3 separate regions of the Mus musculus genome follow, and all the other regions are linked to region 1. A link is a contact called in public Hi-C and HiChIP or PLAC-seq data. All regions are on one chromosome and are shown on one strand. The core of a region is the stretch at or near the end of the contact, and the rest is flanking DNA. Distances in the headings are between cores, read along the strand shown.

What was found. Hi-C and Micro-C count contacts between places; a contact is called where the count stands out from the background. HiChIP or PLAC-seq counts read pairs in DNA pulled down with a chosen protein or histone mark.
Region 2: a BATF HiChIP or PLAC-seq map of CD8 T cells shows a contact between it and region 1, with 7 read pairs. The contact joins two enhancer-like sites. A contact is called at or near these places in 6 of 484 Hi-C or Micro-C datasets (the HL-1 cell line, Th1 cells, Th2 cells and 3 more), 3 of 115 datasets of contacts at active chromatin or transcription factors (CD8 T cells, Th17 cells and pancreatic cancer cells) and 1 of 9 other capture datasets (embryonic stem cells).
Region 3: a Hi-C map of Th2 cells shows a contact between it and region 1, with 1.8 times the contacts expected there. The contact joins the promoter of Syt16 here to the enhancer-like site in region 1. A contact is called at or near these places in 2 of 39 promoter capture datasets (neutrophils and pre-B cells), 1 of 15 datasets of contacts at CTCF or cohesin (the NIH/3T3 cell line), 2 of 484 Hi-C or Micro-C datasets (the HPC-5 cell line and Th2 cells), 1 of 115 datasets of contacts at active chromatin or transcription factors (large pre-B cells) and 2 of 9 other capture datasets (adipose tissue and liver).

What each region holds. Positions count from the first base shown.
Region 1 is chr12:73,840,514-73,845,511 of GRCm38.p6, reverse strand. No RefSeq gene overlaps it. Among named protein-coding and RNA genes, the nearest start is that of Gm8075, 47 kb to the right of the region's middle. Within about 2 kb of position 3,106, at least 95 of the 459 cell types and tissues checked have an H3K27ac peak or open chromatin away from gene starts, as enhancers often do. A contact at or near this core is called in CD8 T cells, the NIH/3T3 cell line, Th1 cells and 3 more, where this site is marked.
Region 2 is chr12:73,696,118-73,700,713 of GRCm38.p6, reverse strand. It overlaps Prkch (protein kinase C, eta), which reads right to left. Exons shown (of 14, transcript NM_008856.4): 5 at 4,439-4,527; 6 at 2,668-2,797; 7 at 406-533. Among named protein-coding and RNA genes, the nearest start is that of Gm34189, 84 kb to the left of the region's middle. Within about 2 kb of position 2,118, at least 49 of the 459 cell types and tissues checked have an H3K27ac peak or open chromatin away from gene starts, as enhancers often do. A contact at or near this core is called in CD8 T cells, Th1 cells, Th17 cells and 2 more, where this site is marked.
Region 3 is chr12:73,995,850-74,000,197 of GRCm38.p6, reverse strand. It overlaps Syt16 (synaptotagmin XVI), which reads right to left and starts at 2,421. Exons shown (of 8, transcript NM_001364282.1): 1 at 2,335-2,421.

The DNA of each region.
Region 1 (4,998 bases), core at 1,857-4,356:
CTTTAACCTTTCCTTCTCAGGTTGTCACGGGACAGGGGTATTCCTCTGTCAAAGATCTCCAGTTCTTGCTGAGTGATGCCTCCCCTTATTTCCTGTTCACTGATGTTGGCTATCCTCACCTTCATCCGCACCTTTATAACTAGCTCATCTAGCAACATCTCCTTTACTACGTAGGCATGTTTGTCATCTGTTTCTTACCAGGAACCTAATGCACAGAGCTCAAGGAAAAGTATTCTAGTGACAAACCCCTTGCCCAGCTGGCATGAACACCTGGATTTGGGGGTTATTTGCTACTATAGCAAAGCCTTGACTCATGAGGCATGAACACTGGGATTTGGGGGTTATTTGCTACTGTAGCAAAGCCTTGACTCTTTAGACTGGTATGAAGTCATCCTAGTTTCTTACAATGCAGTTCTTTCCAGTCAGCAATTGGTCTTAGTTACTTCTCCTGTTGTTATGATAAAACACCTGACGAAGTCAACTGAATGAAGGAAGAATTTATTTTGGCTCATAGCTCTAGGTTCCAGTCCATCATTGTGGAGGTGTCACAGTGGCAGAGCCTGAGCAGCCAGTCACACTGCATGCAAAGCCAAGGAGCAGAGAAAGAACAATGAACACTCACGCTCAGCTCAGCTCAGCTTCTCCTTGTACAGTTCAAGACCTTAGCTCAGGGAATAGCGCCACTCACAGTGGATGGGTCATCTGATCTTAATTAGCCTAATCAAGGTCTTTCACAGGGATGCCTAGCAGTTCATCAGGTCGACAATTGAGATTAACCAACACAGTGACACAGAATAGGGCTTAACAAAAATATGCATTCCTGAATTCTATTTCTGAAAAACCCAAAGCAGTAAATTAGGGCCTAGGCTTCTTAAGCTCCAAAAAACTTCAAACTATTGGCTTAAGACCGATCTATCTATCTATCTATCTATCTATCTATCTATCTATCTATCTATCTATGTGTGTGTGTGCAGGCATGTTCATGCCATGGCATACATTTGGAAGTCAGATAATAACTCTCAGAACTCTGTTCTTTCCTGTTATTTTATAGGATCCAGAGATGGAACACAGGTTGTCAGTCCTGGGAACACATACCTCTCTACCCACTGAGCTCTCTTGCTGGCTCCAAATCATTTTTGTTTTTCTAGCATTGTCAATATTGAAACTATGTCTCATGTTGGCTTATATTTTGTCAAATGTTATCTTCTGACTTGTGAAGTATGGTGGTATTTTAGAGTACTCTAGAGAAACAGAACCAGTAGGATGTATTTCAACAAATTGGCTCCTGCAGTCATGAAGACTGGCAAGCTCAAAATCAGCAGTTCTAGCTTGAAGGCACCTGTTACCAGAGTCTCCTTGTATTTGGGGGAGGTCAATGGATTTTTTGTTTGTTTGTTTTGTTGCTTTTGGTTTTATTCCACTTCAAGTCTTGTCTATGTCTGAACTGTCCTGAACATGCCAGTCTCATCTGTTCAAGTCTTTGTGTGAGTGGAGGAGACCCACCCACATCAAAGCCACAAATTGAAATGTTAATTCTTTCACAAATATCCTTCACAGAAACATCCAGAATGATATTTGACCCATGTCTGGACACTATGACTCAGCCAAGTTGATACATAGAATTAACCACTCAGAGTGTTGGGTGATTAGACGTAAAGTATTACGGTATTATTAACGTTTGCATGAATGTTAAAAAAAAAAGTCAGTATTGGGATGGTGAGATGGTTCAGGGGTCACCCAGCCTGAGCTCAACCCCTGAAACTCACATGGTAGAAGGAGAGAACAGAAACATTCAAATTGTCCTCGAAACTTCATAAGGTGTCATGGCATTTAGATGCCCATACACATACCCCAAATAAATATGCAAACATTAAAAATGTTAATTAAGAAGTCAGTTGCTATCAGTGAAGTGAGACATTTACTAAAACCTAAAGTTTCTAATTTCATGTGTGTATGAATTCATGGAGTAGGTATAATTCCCTTACATGCACATAGAACAATTCCATGTAGCTTTATCCTTTACTAGCCTACTTCTGAGGCCAGGTTCCATTCCTTTATGGCTGTGTGGATCTGAATAAGTTCCTTAAGGTCTGTTTTAAACTTTTTTCATTATTTTATTTTATGGGTGTTTTGCTGCAGGTATGTCTGTGCACCGTGTATGTGCCTGGTGCCTTTGGAGACCAGAAGACGACACTGGAACCTCTGGAACTGGAGTTACAGCTTGTAAACTGCCCTGTGGGTCCCGGGAATTGAACCTGTGTCTCCTGGAAGGACAGCTCGTGCTCTTAATCACTGAGCTGTCTCTGTAGCCTACCCTCTGCCTCCAAACTGTTTGTCTTTGGTTTTCTCAGCTACACTATGCTTTCTTTACTATGATAATTAAATAGGAAGTTGTATATAAAATCCTTATGATAGTACCTGCTGTCTAGTAGATGTTCAATATAGTCATTATTAAATTCATATCTTCAAAGAAGATTGAGTGGAAACTTTTATGTCAGTATATAATTATGAAGAGACAACTATAGTCTTCTCAAAACAAAAAATTTTGCAAGAGAATCTCACTATGGTAGCTCATCTGTCAGGGTACTCACAGAGATCCAATTGTCTCTGCTTCCAAGTGCAAATGCTTGAATTAAAGACATGTTTCAACATACCCAGATTCTTTACACACACACACACACACACACACACACACACACACACACACAGAGAGAAAGAGAGAGAGAGAGAGAGAGAGAGAGAAACATGTACACACATCTATCTCTCACACACCACGCAAATAAAATAAAAGTTAAAGTTGAGAAATGACGGTGATACAACTCATCCCTTCCAGACTTTCTTCTGACATACATCTGCAGGCGAGGTTCCTGGAAGTGACACAGGGTAAGGGGTGTGGCTTGGGGTGTGTGTGGGGAGATAAGAACAGCTCCCGATGTATCAGCCTCACAAATCTCCTGTGTGGGGACAGTTTCTGATTCAGAATCACTGCACAGATGTATTGGCAAAGAACCCGTCTCTCTCTCTCTCTCTCTCTCTCTCTCTCTCCTTTAACCAGAGTGATGACTCATGCTTAACCTTAATAAGAAAAGAGAGAGAGAGAGAGACAGGAAGTAGAAGCCCCAGGGCTGGAAGAGAGGCTCTAAACGCACTGCCTTTCACCTACTAGCAACTGCATCTGTACCGTAGAAATCAAAACCTCCCCTCAAACTGAGCCTACTGAATCAGAGGTGTATGAATCAGGGGCGGATGAACCAGGGGGTTGTTCTGTTGACATAAGAAAGGGCTTGGGAGATAAGTGATAGTTTGTTCCTTTCACAGACAGAGGTAGCCAGAGCCAGCCATGTGCACCCCACCCCCAGTTCACACTCTCAACCTTTGCTCAATGGTTTCATTCTCGGTAACGTTTCTTTCTGATAGGCAGCAACAAGTTGAAAACCATCAGTCCTTTGTGGTCAGAAGCTTCGTCTTTGTTAAGTTGATCTCACCTGATACCACTTGAGAGATGGTGGATCTAAAACGGTCTTCTGCGTGTGTTTGGGTATGCACACTTTTGTGGAGTACAGGTAGAGGGCAGAGGTCGACTTTGGGCAACCTCGTCTATTATTCTCCATGTTAGGCTTTGAGGCAGCATCTCTCACTGAACCTGGAGTTCTCTGTTTCAATTAGGTGGCCTGCCCAGTGAGTCCCTCTATGTCACCCTGAGCCCCATCTCAACCTTTTCAATGCTGGAGTTCCAGATATATATCACCACATTTAGCTTTTATGTGTGTACTGGGGGTATAAACTCAGGTCTTCATGCTCATACAGTGGGCTTTTTTACCTGTAGAGCCACCTCCTGAGGTCCTAGATCAGTCTTAAAACAGTTTAGGGATGTTTTCCACACTCTCTGGTGCTTTGCAGCAGCCTAGAAGACACCCCCACCCCTGCCATGTGCAATGCATGGCCCCTTTAGTTCTTTGGTTTGCTCTGTTGATTGCCAAAGTCCTGGGTACCACAAGGCATAGGCTTAGACTTTTCAAAATCTACTTTAATTAGAGTTTTTAAATGTTCCAAACTCCCTTCTAGCCCACCAACCGGAGAGTAGAGAGAAAGTCGTGGAGAAAGAAGGTTAATAGGAAAAGGGGTTGTGGACCTGTTTAGAAGTAGTTTTTTGGAGCAACTCCAACCTTTATTGTCAGGATACCAGCAGCCCAGTCCAATAGCAAACACCAAACATGAATCAGTAGCAGCAGCAGCTCGATCCAGCAGAAATCGCAAGGCTCCTCTGAATCTGCAGGGTCAGCAGAAATGGCAAGCATTGGCTGGAATACCGCGAGAAGCTCTTTGGTGAGTTTCTCTCTACGAAGTGGAGACCAGTGAAGACCAGCAAAGTGCTGCCCGACATGGCGATGCAAGAGCATCCTCTCAGAGTCTGTGGGGTTCTATTTATACTCTTTCTAAATGCCATGCACCCTCTCAAGCGCCTGTTCCAGCAAAACATCATACAAACTCTCACGTGTCTGCTTCCATAAAACATCCTCTCACAAGACCGCTTCCAGCAAAACATCATGTGAACACAACCGAGTTTCCACAGAAACCAGAAATTTCCACTTCAACAAGGTTCTGGTGGGCTTTGAGTCTTCGGAGTGCCTGGGAGTCTTTGCCAAGTGTTGCATCTGTAGGCAGGATTTTTCAGCAATATTTCAATTTCATTCCCCCCTCCGCCCTGTTCTTGAGTATAGAAACACAAAACCATGATCATAGGAACTCATGTAAGAGAATGTCAGTTGGATGTGAATATTTTACAATGATACCGTATTCTATCATCTCTGAGAAGGTAATTTTTTAAAAAGAAGCATCCTTATTTACAAGCATCAACACTTCGTTTGCTCTTATGGTTGGAGTCTTTCTTCCTTTTCCCTCCCTTTGCTGCCTGTTACATCTCCAAAGATAATGTGACACAAGAAAACAAAACAAAACAAAATAAAACACCCACGATGGATAAACTAGTCAACAAGG
Region 2 (4,596 bases), core at 869-3,368, 140 kb after region 1:
TCTAGGGAAGTGGAGAACCCCAGGCACTGGCACCTTCAACCCCATTTAGAGATAAGGAAGCAGAGGCCGGTGGCTTCTGACCAGCTGTCCCGATTGGACACCAGCCAGGGGCGTACCCTAGGCATCTGGATTCTGAGATTCTTGCCAGACCAGATTGATAGGAAGCTGATTTTAAGGGGAGGTGGGGGGTGAGTCCGTTCTCTTGCTTCATGATATACATGCATGCTCACTGTTTTGAGCCCTAACTGTGTAGACTCTAGTTGGGGAGATAAAATGCCTTTTTTAAAGCACAGCAGACTTGTTCACTGGATTTGCTGAGATTATGTCCCCCTAGACTCTCATTTGAGCTCATTGCACCGGAATAACTTGCAACCTACAATACACAGCCAGAGGCAAAGGGCTCACCGAGGTTGGAGAAATATTTCCGGGTTGGAGACCCATCCCTGCCAGGGTCTTGGCAAGCTCCACGGCATTCACCCCGCAGTTTGGGGCCACGTTCGCCTGACACCGAATATGTACATTCATCTTACATACTGGAGGGAAGAGAAGAGAATCCAGGTTCACAAACGTGCTTGCAGGGAACATCGGTAGCCTAACGACTGTGACAGAAGAACGATACGGGCAGCTGGCAGTGTGATCTCACAAGATTAAACTCGCATTTAGAACAAGTCCTGGCATTTTCCCTGCTTCTGATTAGTGCAGAGGCAGAAATGCTAGAGCATGAAAGAATAGCAGGCTTCGAATAATAGATTTTGACTCTCTTCACCGTGGCTCGAGAGGATAGACTCATCTAAATCACACGTAACAGTTGCCTTGGCAGCAAGACACGATACAGAGATGAAGATGCTCATCACAGAGACCATCACGGGGCGGTTAGATAACAAAGGATCATGCTAACTGACTGCACTCCCTCTTGCCATTAAATAAAGGCAGCAGTCTCCAGGCTGCAGCTTGGTCACTGTTCAAACAAGGTGGAAATGGGTTTCTGAAGGGTTTATGCACCTTCTTTCCGGGTACTGCTGTGGTTGGGTGGTACTCCTAGCCCACAAAGAACATCCGGTAGGGCTGTGGTTCTAACTGTTTTATAGGGAAGAAAAAAAATAGCAAACTTTGAAGTGTTTGAAGGTCAGGGTTAATGACATTTGGAGAAGGGAGCAAAGCAAGCTACATTTCTTGTTATCTGTGAAGCTCCCGGGACAATGACAGCTCCCAGGTTTAATCGGCAGACATAAATTACTATCATGTTTCTTGAAGTGGGTCCTGCTGACAGAAGGCCCGGCTGAAGCCTTGTGCAATAAATGTCTCTTCGATGGAGCCACTCCGTCTTTGGAGACACAGAACAACCTAGACGTTATGGGGATTGCGTTTGTCCTTTGGGAAGCTTTCTTTATGAAAACGGACACCGCGTGAAGCAGAGAGAGGCCCTGATGCTTAAGCTCCATTAGCTTCATGGGAAATCGACTGGTATAGAGAGATGCAAACGACAAAGGCCTTTTAGAAAAGCCCTGTGGCAATAAAACCAAAAGTTGAAGGAGTCAAGTCACTGCAGGTCTGCTGCTCTGGGGCACCCGGGAACAGAGGGCTACAGGTGATCCCTATGTGTGGATCTGTACCCTAGCCGGAAATACAGGAAAACGGAAGTGGCTCACTCCCCGTGAGAGCCTGAGACCAGTAGCAAGCAACACCTCAGGCAAAGCTGCTGCTTCACTTAAGCTTGCTGCTGCTTCAGGTGAATGAAAAACGGTGCCACAGGGCCAGAGAGATGGGCTGTTTGTGCTGGTTTTCTTCTTACCCCAGGCTGCTCTGGGCCTCACTATGTAGATCGACCCTTGGTGCTGGAATTAGAGGCATGAGTTACTACGCCTTGCTAGAATTTGGTCCCTTTTGCTGACAGACAGTTTGACTGTCCCAGACAGCCAACGAAAGTTGTCATCCTAGTGTGTGTCTCATAAGGCTTCAGGTGCACCCCAGATAATCACATACTCATGGAAAATGACTCCGGGCCAATAGCTCCACAACCCCTAACAAAACAGGTGCTGGCCTTTACCCCACTCAGAGCCTTTGAAAAGGCAAGAGCTCCAAACAGCACCGTGTGCAGTTGGTGAGGTGCCAGCCACCATCAAAGCTTCAGCTCTCGCTCTTTGCCCTACCAGCTTCTTCAGTCACACCACAGGACTCTTGCAGACAACCCACGCAGCTCCTGCTAATGTGACAGCTCAACTGCTCCCTACTTCTGATGAGAGCCAGTTCTCACTTAGAACCCAAACCTTCTCTTCTGGTCATTCAGCTATACCTCCTCCCACCTGTGCTCTCTCTCTCTCTTTCTCTCTCTCTCTCTCTCTCTCTCTCTCTCTCTCTCTCTCTCTCAGAGAACCCATTTTCAAAGCCCTCTTTCAAATGCCTCTTAAAAGCATACTCAGCAACAAGTAGCCAACAACTAGCACAGTAGATCTTTAGATGTAACTTCTAATTTAATCTATATTATTATAGGGATCTGACACACTTCTCTTTACATGTACTCCAGCCCAACCAGTGATGCTTAAATAACACAACTCAGGTATTAATATGTAAACCATCAGCCCCAGGTCAGATTATAAGCCCACAGAACTTCAAAGGCTTATAGTACAATGCTGTCACAGAGAGAAGGAGGAAGCCAGCACTCCTTACTTTTACACTGAAGTCCTTGTCGCATTATCCCCCAGAGCAGGGAGCCACAGTGGTCACAGAACGTGGGCACCTTGTAATTGTGAACGTTGAACTTGTGTGGGATGTTGATGCCAAACCGCTGTTCTGCAATCTGGGGGAAGAGGAGGATAGGTCAACTCTCTCAGCAATGTCTTTTGTGATGACCGGAGTGGGAAATGACGAGGATTATGGTGACACCCGTGCTGGGTATATTATTATACCATGCAGAACTGTCCTGCTATTTGGATCTTAGCACACTTTGTTGATGAATAAGACAGGACTAAGATACAGGATATAGGTATATGATGAACCATTCACCATTTGGAGAAAGAAGGAGAAGTTATCATTTCCTTCATCTTTTATATTCGGATCAAAACGCTCTCTGCGTCATGCCACAGTGACCCTGCAGTGGCCACCTCACTCAGCCCCTCTAGCCTCTGGCATTTGCTTATAGACAAAGTGAGTGCCAACTTAATGGTCTCTTATGTGTCATATCTCTTGTACCCCCTTGCCATATGCTCTCTGGTCAGCCTTACAAATTGAAGCAAAAACTACAGGTGCAGCATGAGAAAGGGTAAGACAATGACTGTTCCTCTCTGGACTTTCCTGGCCTCTTTCCTTTACGAGCTCTAGTTCATATCTCTCTGTGTGTTTCACTATCATGCATGTTCATGTCATGAGTCCCCAAGTTGGGCTTTCCCAAGCATCTGCAAGTCCACTAAGTTTCAACAACACTCCCCTTGCTTTCTCCCTCTTGAATTTAGAACATCTGCCCATCCCAGGGAAACGCAACGGAAGCTTAAACACATTTCCCTGGAGTCCCTACGAGGCTGAAGGAGGCCCAGTGTCTCTTTGCTTAGCAAGCATTATGTACAGTTGACATACTTGTCAATTCAATTTAACTGCTGCTAATACACACGAGTGAGGCCCAGATATTTCAGACTGATACACAGAGGCTGTGGATCAGGCCTGGGCTGACAAGGATCACTAGTGGAGGCAGGCCTCAGCATTGGAAAAGCCAGATGCTATATAATAGGCCCAGGCCTCTTTCCCCCAACTAGAGTCCTCTCTCTAGAACAGTGTAAGTGGTGTCTACATCTTTGATCAGCTGAACACTGACTGTGTCCTTGCAAGGTGTTATGCTCTGAATGCTAAATAAGTCTCACAAGCTTGTGTTCAAAATTCAGGGGTCCCCAGTCAGTAGTGCCACTGAGCATGGCTACAGAGTCACTGAGAGGTGGGATCTAGCTTTTTAAAAGTCCATTCTTAGTGGCAGAATTTTGCAGGTAATACCCCACCCTAAGTCTCAGAATCAGTTTCTTCTCCACCCTGCCGGGAACTGTTCTGCTCTGTACAGCTCTCCCCATTCTTCAGTCTGAAGTATCTAAAACCACAAGACAAAGTAACCCTTTTCTCCTGTTAGTACAGGTTACTGTGGATAGTTATGGGTTACTATGGGTAGTTATGGGTTACTATCCATATACTATGTTAGTATGGGTAGTTATGGGGAGGCATTCTGTGGAAGTGAGGCAAAGTTACCACTAGGCAAAGTGAGGTCAGACTGCCAAAGAACAGAAATACAAATTCCAGCAGCACTGTTGTGGGTCCTAAGGACTATGGGAGGGCTGTGGGGAGAGGTGAGTAGGGAAGAGTAGAGAGAGAGAGAGAGAGAGAGAGAGAGAGAGAGAGAGAGAGAGAGAGAGAGCACACACAGAGGGAATTGTGCTTAGTCAGCAAACTAGCACTCACTTACCTTGGCATCCACTTTGTTAATATTGTTTTGGCAAGTGCAGGCTGTAACAATTAGATGATGGCAGCGTTTATGGACGACGCAGGTGCACACTGGGAAATTAAATCCAGCAATTACACATTTATCAGAGCCTCCTAGGACAGCCAGTTGCAGCAGTCAAC
Region 3 (4,348 bases), core at 1,172-3,671, 160 kb before region 1:
GGGTATTTTCAGAGACCCTCAGAGACCAGACAAGGGTGTTGAAACCCCTGGAGTTGGAGTTACAGGTGACTGTGAGCCACCCAAAATGTATGCTGGAAGTTAAACTTGGATCCTTGAGAAGAGCAGAATACACACTTAGTTGAAGTGCAATCTCTCCAGCCCCTTGAGAAAATGCATGCTTAAAGATAGATTATAGACACACACCCCCCATGTGCACTCATGAGCATGCACATATAAAAAGGCACCTTCAAAACAACCAGGCAACAGTGATTCAAAAGTGAAGATCCTTGATAAAAAGTATTGATAATGCAACAAATGCCACACAGGAAAGACAAATAGAAACTACTTGGAACAAAATTACCCATTACCTCAAACATAGCTCAAAATACCTCTGAGTAGCACCATTTACAACGCACACCTAGGCGCGTAACCATTTCATAATAACTTACTGGAAACCAACTGAGTATCCCAACTTCTCTTGAAACTGCCCTTCAATCTATGACTTTGCGTCTGGACACAGGACAGTCTCTCCGAGTTCTCATCCTTTTTGTGTGTAAAGACTGTTTTCCAGACAAATATATATATAAATACCTCTGTGTCCTACCTATACTCACAAGCTATAATCACAGAGAAGCTTCCTTGGGATCCCTTCCAAGAACGACAGAGCACAACAGGCTGCCCTCTGCCTGGCTTTACAGCTGGGTTTTCCCTCAAGGAGAAATGTAAGGAGGCGAGAACCCCGAAACAAAAGCAATCAGGCAACATCGAGGCAGATTGTACCCAGGTTTGATGCATCTTAGTGAGGCCATCTCCTCACTGTGTGATGGTGTTCCCCGTCCCCCTGCCTCTCACCTGACATCCCCTTACCTGAAGAACTGAAGATAGAAATTCTGTATCGCTGGAACTCTTTAGTTACCATTTACACAAATAAGGGCAAGTGCAATTGTTTCTTTGTTAATAAAAATCTAAATGTATAGCTTCTTCCCCCTAGACCTACCTAATGTGTATACTTTTGTCCATAGAAGCAGAGCTGAGAGCAAAAAGGGTTGTCTCTAGTAGTTAATTTTGTGCCACCCCCTGATCTACAGAAAGCAGAGAGGGTCCATTGGTGTCGCCACACAAACGAAATGATGGCGAATGGGAGATGAGTGAGCAACCACACACATGTCCATTTCTCTTGCATGCCTACTACTTATGAGATAGATACCCATCACTTTCCCGGGTATGGCAGGCTCACTACGCATGTGTATACACATAATCTACACATACATATACTTTTTTTGAAACAGGGTTTGTAACTTGATATCCTCCTGCCTCAGCCGCTCAAGTCCTGGGATTACTGACTTGAGCCTTTAAATCCAACAGCCACAGTTTTAAGGTTGGGAACAGGGCCACAATCCCACTACTGAGGGACTTGGGATATAAAAATGTCATCATAGCTTTTAACTCGAAACTGTGCATCCTCTGTACTGTATGCAAGCTGTGTTCTTGACTGAATAATGATAAGTTTGAAGGAAAAAATAATGAAATTTTGACCCTCAACACCTATTTTGTCCCCTCTCATCTCTCAAAATTGCCTTATTATTGTCTGTAATCACATGGTACATTCAGTGAATGAAGTCCCTACTGTGTGCCATGACTTTTGCTGAGGACTTTAGATGCTAAGTCTAAGACAAGTGTTGTGACTTATTTTACTCTGCACTCCTTTTGAGGTTCCACTAACAGGTCAAGCTACAGCTACATGTAACCAGTTTTCTTAGCGGTAACCCTAATTTCCAAAAACAGCAGCAAAGACTCCAAGATGCCAACAGCAGGCCAGCCTGAAGCCTTGCAACTCTTCCAGTCTTCGGTGTCAACCTTCCTTCTCTGCACGCCCCTTTCATTCACTCTCCATGGCAGCCAGGCAAGGTCTGTGGCTTCAGAGCCCCAGAACAGAGCCCAGTGGGGCCACCCACCAGGAAGAGGGCGTGCCAATCTGACCCAGAACTCCAGGAAAACCTTGAACTCACAGCGCCCCAATACTGGGCTCCCTAAAAACTGGCTGTGGGCCTGGAGGCAGTCCCCAAAGGGCTGCGAGGCCCAGCCCTGCTGCCTTCAAGCATCAAGTGTCCCCTCCAGTCGGGTGCTGCATCCCTCCTGAGAGGTCCTCGGATCCCCAACCCTATCCAGTCCTGTCAGCCATAGCAGGTGATGGGCACGGTAACAAGGGCGGGCTCCGGAGATGGGGTACCCGGTCGCTGCCCCCGCGAGCTGGGCACAAAGGCAGGCGCGCGCGGGAGGAGAACTTGCCACCCCGGATGCCTTGCCCCCGCCCCCGGGGAACCCCGCACTTACTGTCAGTCGCCATGGTCGCGTCGGGGGGTTGCAGGGCGGCCGCCCGCGGCTGGGGTACCCACGCCGCGCCCGGCCGCGCGCGTTCTCGACAGGCCCCGCGCGCTCGAGGGCCGCGACGCGCACAGACGCTCCCGCCGCGCGCCCCCGTCGCGCCGCCCCGAGCCCCGTGGTGGCTGCCAGCTGGGTCGCCCCCGCCAGCGTCCCCACACCCTAGCGGAGCCGACCGCCACCGAACCTGCCCTGCCCAGCCCGTAGCATCATCCCTCCCTAAGACAAAGCAGCTAGCAACCTGGCCCGCTCCTCTCCAGGTTTCTTGCCCGCTCTATTCTCCCGCTGAACAAACACTTGGTATCCTGCCTTGCTTTTTTCAATTCATCCGGGCCTGGTGCTTCTTTCCAGCAATGTCGACCCTGAGCCCTAGCTCAAAGGAGCAAAGCAGGGAGCAGGTGGGGGAGAGAGAAGCAAGGATCACACAGGTGCCTCCTGTGTGTGAGGACCAAGACTCCTCTCATCCTCTTGTTTTGTCTCCAAGGTGAAAATAGAGCCTTGTGTGTAGTAGGCTATCAGATCTCTATTAAGCGACTTAATGGAGGACTCTAACTGGAAACCTGCGTGAATTAATGAGTTAGTGAATAAATGGCCAATTAACTAATTAGATGTGAACAGGATGGGTGACTAACGAGTGGATAATTGCGAGCCAGACCACAGGCGGCTCCGATGACTTGTATTAAAGGACCAGCTCCACGAGAAAAGCAATCAGTATTGCCTCAAGGACCATCGCGGTTAAAAGGACTTTGAAATGAGTCCACCTGTGGGCGTTTGTTCGCAGTACATCTTGTTGAATGCTATAAACCAATTACTGAAAGATCCTTGCTATATTTAGGGACCAGTAGCAAATGAGAAACCACCACCACATGGGGAAGCATCAAGTGGCTCAAACTCAAAGCCTAAGCACGGGAAGGCATTGGGTTTTTGTTTTTCGTTGTTGTTTGTGCAGGCACGATGCCTTTGGTCGGCTTGAGGCCACTCATTTAACCCAAACAGTAAGGATGCCAGTGGGCGTCATCTCAGGCATCGCTGGGCACCAACAGAATTCAGGTGCAAAGCAGAATCAGAAACAGTTGCCGTCTGACCAGGTGGGCAAAGGAAAATACCGGAAAACAACAAAAGGGTCCTCTCTGATCAGTCCACAGGATGTAGGTGAGGGAGTCAGCACGATGAGGGTGAACCGCATCCACATTCTGCTGGCTGCGGCTTTCATTTTAATCTGTTTACGGCACATGTGATTCTCAAGCATAGACACCAGGTTCATGTTTTAGTTCTAACAACCCTCGGTGGTGATGGTAGGTCCCCAAACAAAGAGACACAAGAAGAGCATTAAAAACGCCTCAAGAACTGTGAACCTGTCTGAAGCTCGAAAATCTTCATCTTAAGCTATTTTGATCATCAAGGTAGAGAGGTGGGTTTGGCTCCAAGGGGCAGAACATTGGTGAAGCTCTTTAGTCATTAAAGTGTTTTTCTAAATTATAAGAGGGATAATGATGACCCAAAGCCTGGGTTTCATGAGTGACATGTGGGCAGTAGAACCAGACGACACCTAGAAAGGGCTAAGAAACTAGTGGACTTAAAGATTGGAGGTCCTACGTGTGACAACAGTCTCAGAAGGCTTGGCACTAAATGAAGGGAGATTCAGGAGGGCGGACTTGATATGAGGTTTATTGTCATGAGATAAATGATTGTTCTATAAGATAGATAATCCACACATCCAAATGTGTTCAAGAAAAAAAATATATTCTTTTCTTCTGTATAATCAAATTTAGCCTCTGACCCAAGTGGCCATTGTTAGGAAGTTTGATTTCAGGGAGTCAATTCTATGAATCCAGGTTTGTCTGTGGTAATCCCTTCTCCCACTTGAGAGGTTACAAGCAAGTTTGGGGGTAAGCACTGGGTAACATGGAGGTGTACCGAAAGGCATCGGGTACCATCTGTCCTTAGCACTATAGCAGTATCTACC